2 separate regions of the Lactuca sativa genome follow, and region 1 is linked to region 2. The links are chromatin contacts, called in public Hi-C maps. All regions are on one chromosome and are shown on one strand. Each heading gives the region's core, a stretch centred on a gene start, on an enhancer-like site or on the middle of the called end of the contact. The rest is flanking DNA. Distances are from core to core; before and after follow the strand shown. Region 1 holds the start of LOC111918221 (mitochondrial import receptor subunit TOM6 homolog). Region 2 holds the start of LOC111918224 (4-hydroxy-3-methylbut-2-enyl diphosphate reductase, chloroplastic).

Region 1 (2,700 bases), core at 25-2,524, 150 kb after region 2:
TTACCCTTCACTTTACAAGGGAACAACATCAAATCATGGAACAAAGACTTTGCCACAAAATTCAAAGCAATGATGATGTAATTAGTGGTGCTTCTCAAGATGAATGGTTGTTTGGCATTGCGGTTAGAAGCTGATTATCATATTATCAAAATTTAGTGTTTCACAGTTCTAGAATTTGATTCTGGATGTTGAGATTTGGTGACACTTGATCACAAAATGATACGCAAAAAAATGATTAGCTGGTCGTTCATTTATGATACTATTTTAAAGGTCTAGTGTTTTGTATCATAGTATATACTTGTTTAAAGCAATTAAATCTTTCAACGACAAGTTTATATAAATGTAGTGCCATAAAGGGATTATATAAAATCTATTCTCCTAGTTTCCTGGATTCAAAAACATAAACATAAGCTCAAGAAATTGAATCAACAGATGAGATTTTGTTTTCAAACCACACTTCTTCCACAAAGCAATATCCCAACATAGCTGCAAAAAAATAAAGATAAAAGATTATCAGATTTTTCTAGATCAAGAAATGAGGGCTTATAGTTAGAAGAAAAAACACCTGCAAAGGATTCCAAAAGCATCATAGATAACTAAGATCTTGTTTCTTTTTTACTTAAAGGAATCAACGAGAATGTGGCTGAATCAAGTAGGCTTATATATTGGTTTGTTTTACTTATTACAGAAAGAAAGACATAATAGAAAAAGCATCAAACATTAATCGAAATATGATCATGGTGCAATTGATTGTTCTAATTGATGGGCTGATGGCATAACAAATGTATTGGTTCTCATGTGTTTACTTAATCTGATCTAAAAGTGATAAATTATATTTTCTATATACCAAAATCACTAACCCTAACTTTTCATAACACCGGATGGATCACAAATTCGAGCAACTTGACATCAATTTAAAATTAACACAAAAAACCAAATAACTTCTAAGGCAATTGTTCAGTGATTACCTCTAAAATCAAGATATCATTGGAAGAACAGAACTAGAAATCAAGAACGAGCTCATCTTTGCTGCCGGAGAAGTAATGAAGAACATAAGGAGCAACACGAATGGCGACAACCCACGACCCGAACATGGCAACGTGCACACGAAGCTGCTTCAGAGCAGCTTCTTTGTCTGGTTTGCGCATGAACATACCGGGAAACATCTTCGATCCGATATGTGTAGCGTTGGTTTTCCTTTTGCGATTGATGAGATTTTAGCGAATCCGAAGAGCAATTCAAAAACCCTAGCCCTCTCGTCTTTGTCGACTCCTACGCTATTTATTTGCAGATCTAAGAACTGAAACTTTTCAGCCCACGTGATGTTTCATAGACATAGGCCCCATACCGGCCCAGTTTAGCATACTATCAAAAAAAAAAAAGAATTTAACACCTAATTTTATTAGAACCAAGAGCTAGAAAGAAAAACAAAATTACGTATAAAAATGCATGTTTTGGAGCCAATCGGCCAATTTGATATGAGACTTATGATTTCAATTAAAATAGCATAAAAGAGTGGCTACCAAAATGGAGACTTGCTTATCGTTATTGTTGATAAAAAGCAAAGTGTTTTTAAAATGCCAAAGAACCCACCATTTCGTGTAAATAATGACTTCGATGACAGTTTTCTTAGAAATATTGACTTGTAAGTCATCCACATCTTGAGCTCCAAGTCACCTCTCAATTGTGTAACGCTCGTAGATTCGGATTAGTCAATTTAAATATAATAAGTGTTAAAAATGAATTTTTGATAGAAGATTATTTAAAATAAATAATCTTAACCAAAATAATATATATATATATATATATATATATATATATATATATATATATATATATATATATATACGAAGAACGCTGAAATTTGACTTATAACGAAAAAGTTATGACCCGTCGAAGTTTTGCGACAAAACCGGCACAGCGTTGCGTATCATAAAGAGTGAATTTTTTATAAACTACTTTTTATCTTTAGAGATCTAAACGAAAGTCTTAATATGCGTTAAACCGAGAACGTACATAAAAATAAAAAGAAGGTCCAAATTTGATTTCGTTTTAGGAAATTATGATTTTTCTAAGATTTAGCGTAACAGCACACAGCCCGGAAATCGAATTTTAGATTGGTCAATTTTTATACAACACAACCTAAACTAGAATTTAATATCTCATTAATAGGAGCTCAACGATTTAAAGACAGCCGAAAACGGAAGTTGGATGAAAAAGTTATGAATTTTTAACGGACTTTAACTGTCTAAGCATGTTAAAATATAACTTTAAAAATAAAGTCAAAATTAGTCGACGAAGTCTAAACGAAAGTTGTAGATCAAGTCGCTACCTACGTGTGGATATAAAAAACGTCAAAACAAAGCTCATATGCGAAAGTTACATATTTTAGAAGATAATTAGTTTTTTGAGTGACTAGCAAGTAACACGTGGCACCATCTCAGCCACAGCTTCCTCCCCACGCCTTGTCATTAGATGGTGACACATGACACCCTAACACGACGTGTTAGGCTCAGTAACACGTCGTGTTGCTTGATTTCCAGCCTATAAATAGAGGCGCAAATCACCTCATTTCCATACACCTTCTCTCAACCTCTCTCCCAAACCTCCCCAAAGCCTCAAGGCTTTTCTCTAGTCCTTCTTAGGAGTTAGAGGTGAGTCCTGGAGCGCCAGAAGGCTTCGAGAAGAAGAGCTTTTGGC
Region 2 (3,026 bases), core at 238-2,737:
ACACACATATGTTGCCTGGATCAAGTAATAAACTATTATTTAATATAATTAATATCAATGTGGAAAAGTGTTTTGCACTTGAGAAGAAGAAAACCACATTAAGCATACCTCATCCATGTTCTTCACAATGATATACTTTCCTGCAAAAGAGGCTGTTGCCACTGTCTCTTCATGGGTATACTTACCATGAATGATTGAAGTATAGTCCCCCTTCTTGTGCTTTTCAACAGTATTCCACACCTTAGACACCCAAGGGCATGTAGTGTCAACTATTTGTACTTGTTTGTTACTCAAAGTCAACATTTCGTCTACTGCAGCTCCAAAAGCAGGCAGAATAACAACATCGCCCTTATCAACAACATCAAATTGTTTTTCTCCTTCCTCAATTGGGATATCTTTAACTTCCATCTCTTCTAGCCTCTACGATTACAAAAGTTCAAAACTTTAATCATCATCTGTTGAAAAAATTTTAAGTTTTACAAGATACATGCATATGAGGGAAGTAGGAATAATAGAGAATACTTTCACTTAGGAATCAACAGAAATCTATTAAAATGACAGCACGATTCAGGGATCAACTGAAAACAGAACTAATAAAAGACCCTTAAAAATGTTTATTATTGGAGGAAAATCACCAGAAAACTGTAAGCCAAATAAACTAAGCTAGTACCTTATTAACAGTAGGGTTGTGAATAATTTCGTTAGTGATCCAAATCTTCTCATCAGGGAATTGTTTCCTGGCTTCATAAGCAATTTGGACAGCACGCTCAACACCCCAGCAAAAGCCATAAGCTTCTGCAAGCTTTACAGTAACATTTCCCCATGTATATTCGTAGTTATTCTCCTTCAAAGTCTTTATTATGTCACCTATAAAAATTCAATTTAAACAAAATACATATCAATCATTAGAATTTTAGGCTATAAGACAGCTTACACCGTGTTGAAACGATTATTTAACATAAGCATCGGTGTTGGAAACTCCGTTAGACCAGAAAATGATCTCAATCAGTTTTCCAGTCGTAGACAAATTAGCCCATGAGATAAGTAAATTTGAACAACATCAGAAGCCGCATCAAATTTAAAAATTCTCAATGCTCAATTATCTCAAATTCAGGAAAAAGAACTAGTTGAAACAAGCTAAACGGATAAGATTATTACTGGTATACTCTTGACTCATTAGCTCAAGCGTCTCCTTCTTGTGTCCGAATCCTTTCCGGTTGTAGTTCTCGCTTCTGGTCAAATTATGCCGGAAAACCTTGGCGTCGAAATCGGAACCAACGGAAATCGATGGAGATGAGGAAGAAGAAGGTTCTCCAGCAGAGCACCGGACGGAAAGAGTCTTCCGGCATCGGAAAACTCTGATGACAGGAAGAGAGAGATCGGTGCAAGTGGACAGAGGAGTTAGTTGAAGAGACGCCATTGGAGAAGTGGAAGGAATTGTGTGTGTGTGAAAATAGTGTGTGTATTTGAAGGTGAGAAACTGATCCCACGAGGCTATAATCCGTGATCCATATTTTCTATAATTTTCGTGTATCTCAATTTTTTTTAATTATTTAATTTTTATTTTTTGGCGTGTTTTGTATAGGATTTATGGTTGAATGTGGCTTTAGATACCTTCTGGTTGCATTTATGCCACCTAAGTATATGTTTATTTAGAAAAAAGAAATAGCTTTTAAATATTTGAAATTGACTTGATACATATGATAATAAAAAATATTTAAACTAAGCATATGTAGTAATGTAGTTTTTGTAGTTATATTAACACCCTGTTTCAAGTTTCAGTCTGTTAGAAAATTATTTGTGTAAAATATGTTACTATATGCGAATTCAATGTTATTTAAAACTTTGATTACTAACTAAATATTGTTATTAAACAGTTGTAATTAGTAATTAGATATTTCATATCAGACGAAAAATGCTAGATTTATTATTATTATTATTATTATTATTATTATTATTATTATTTTGCATACAATATGTTATTATTGTGTGAAGTCAATAGTATTTAAGGCTTTGATTAAATCATTATTAAATAGTTGGTGTTAATAATTGGAAGACAATTGAATATATTTTTACATTTTTTTCTTACTTATTCTTCTACTCGTACAAGGTTATGACATATGAATATCATTAATTCTTTCTCTTAATCTTTTTTCTTGATTTGACTTGTTTTGATCTAATGAGTAGGAAAAAAAGATAGGAGAATATTTGATTTTTCGAAAAGAAAATCTTCAACAATGCATAAAAATTTGCAAACTATGATCAAATTTATTATTCTCTAACCGATAAAGATATAACAATGCATAAAGGTATATAGCGTTAGACAGAGGCAATTGTTTGTCTATTTGTGCTATTTACATATCACAAGGACCGGACTATTTCCAGTTTCAAAAGACTGTAACGTTTCGAGACCGACCCGAGGTTGATCCGTAATCAGAGGAAATTTTACATAGAGGGGTTGTGGAGGTATACCTCCACAACCCCTCCTTTATGTAAAAATTCCTCTTAGATGGTGATTACGGATCAACCTCAGGTCGATCTCGAAACGTTGAGGTCTTTTGAGACTAGAAATGATCTAAACTTTTTTCGGTCCGATCTTGGTCTTTTGTGGATCATGGGCCAATTTTTCATGAAAGTTTCTAGGTTTAATCATATTAATAGATTTTAGATCAATTTCTCATATAATAGATCTCTTGAATTGTGTAACCTAGCTTAAAATAAGATAATATAACTGTAATTCAATAGTCGATCAATAAAACCTCTCTTTAGTGTTTGTCCATGGACTTAGCCGATCAATGTGATCGTGTTAACCACAAAATATTGTGCTATTGTTTTTCATTTGAGTGGTAGAAAGGGATAAAGGTTGTGGGGGAATTTTCACTGGATATGAGAAAGAAATACTACATGCTTTACATATTTTTAATAAAACGAATAGGTAAATTGGTGGTTTAACAACGTTGATTCATAGCTCTTTATTCTGCAATGACACCCTCCATATGTGTAAATAAATGAGCATTCAACATAAA

The links. A called contact is a pair of places that touch in the nucleus more often than the background predicts.
Region 1: a contact with region 2 is called in a Hi-C map of leaf, with 6 times the contacts expected there. The contact joins the promoter of LOC111918221 here to the promoter of LOC111918224 in region 2. A contact is called at or near these places in 3 of 4 Hi-C or Micro-C datasets (bud, leaf and seed).

Annotation. Positions count from the first base shown.
Region 1 is chr9:199,896,997-199,899,696 of Lsat_Salinas_v11, forward strand. LOC111918221 (mitochondrial import receptor subunit TOM6 homolog) reads right to left here and starts at 1,275. Exons shown (of 2, transcript XM_023913888.3): 1 at 969-1,275; 2 at 312-486. The coding sequence starts at 1,166. The coding sequence ends at 1,002.
Region 2 is chr9:199,746,487-199,749,512 of Lsat_Salinas_v11, forward strand. LOC111918224 (4-hydroxy-3-methylbut-2-enyl diphosphate reductase, chloroplastic) reads right to left here and starts at 1,488. Exons shown (of 9, transcript XM_023913891.3): 1 at 1,159-1,488; 2 at 671-867; 3 at 109-420; 4 at 1-15. The coding sequence starts at 1,420.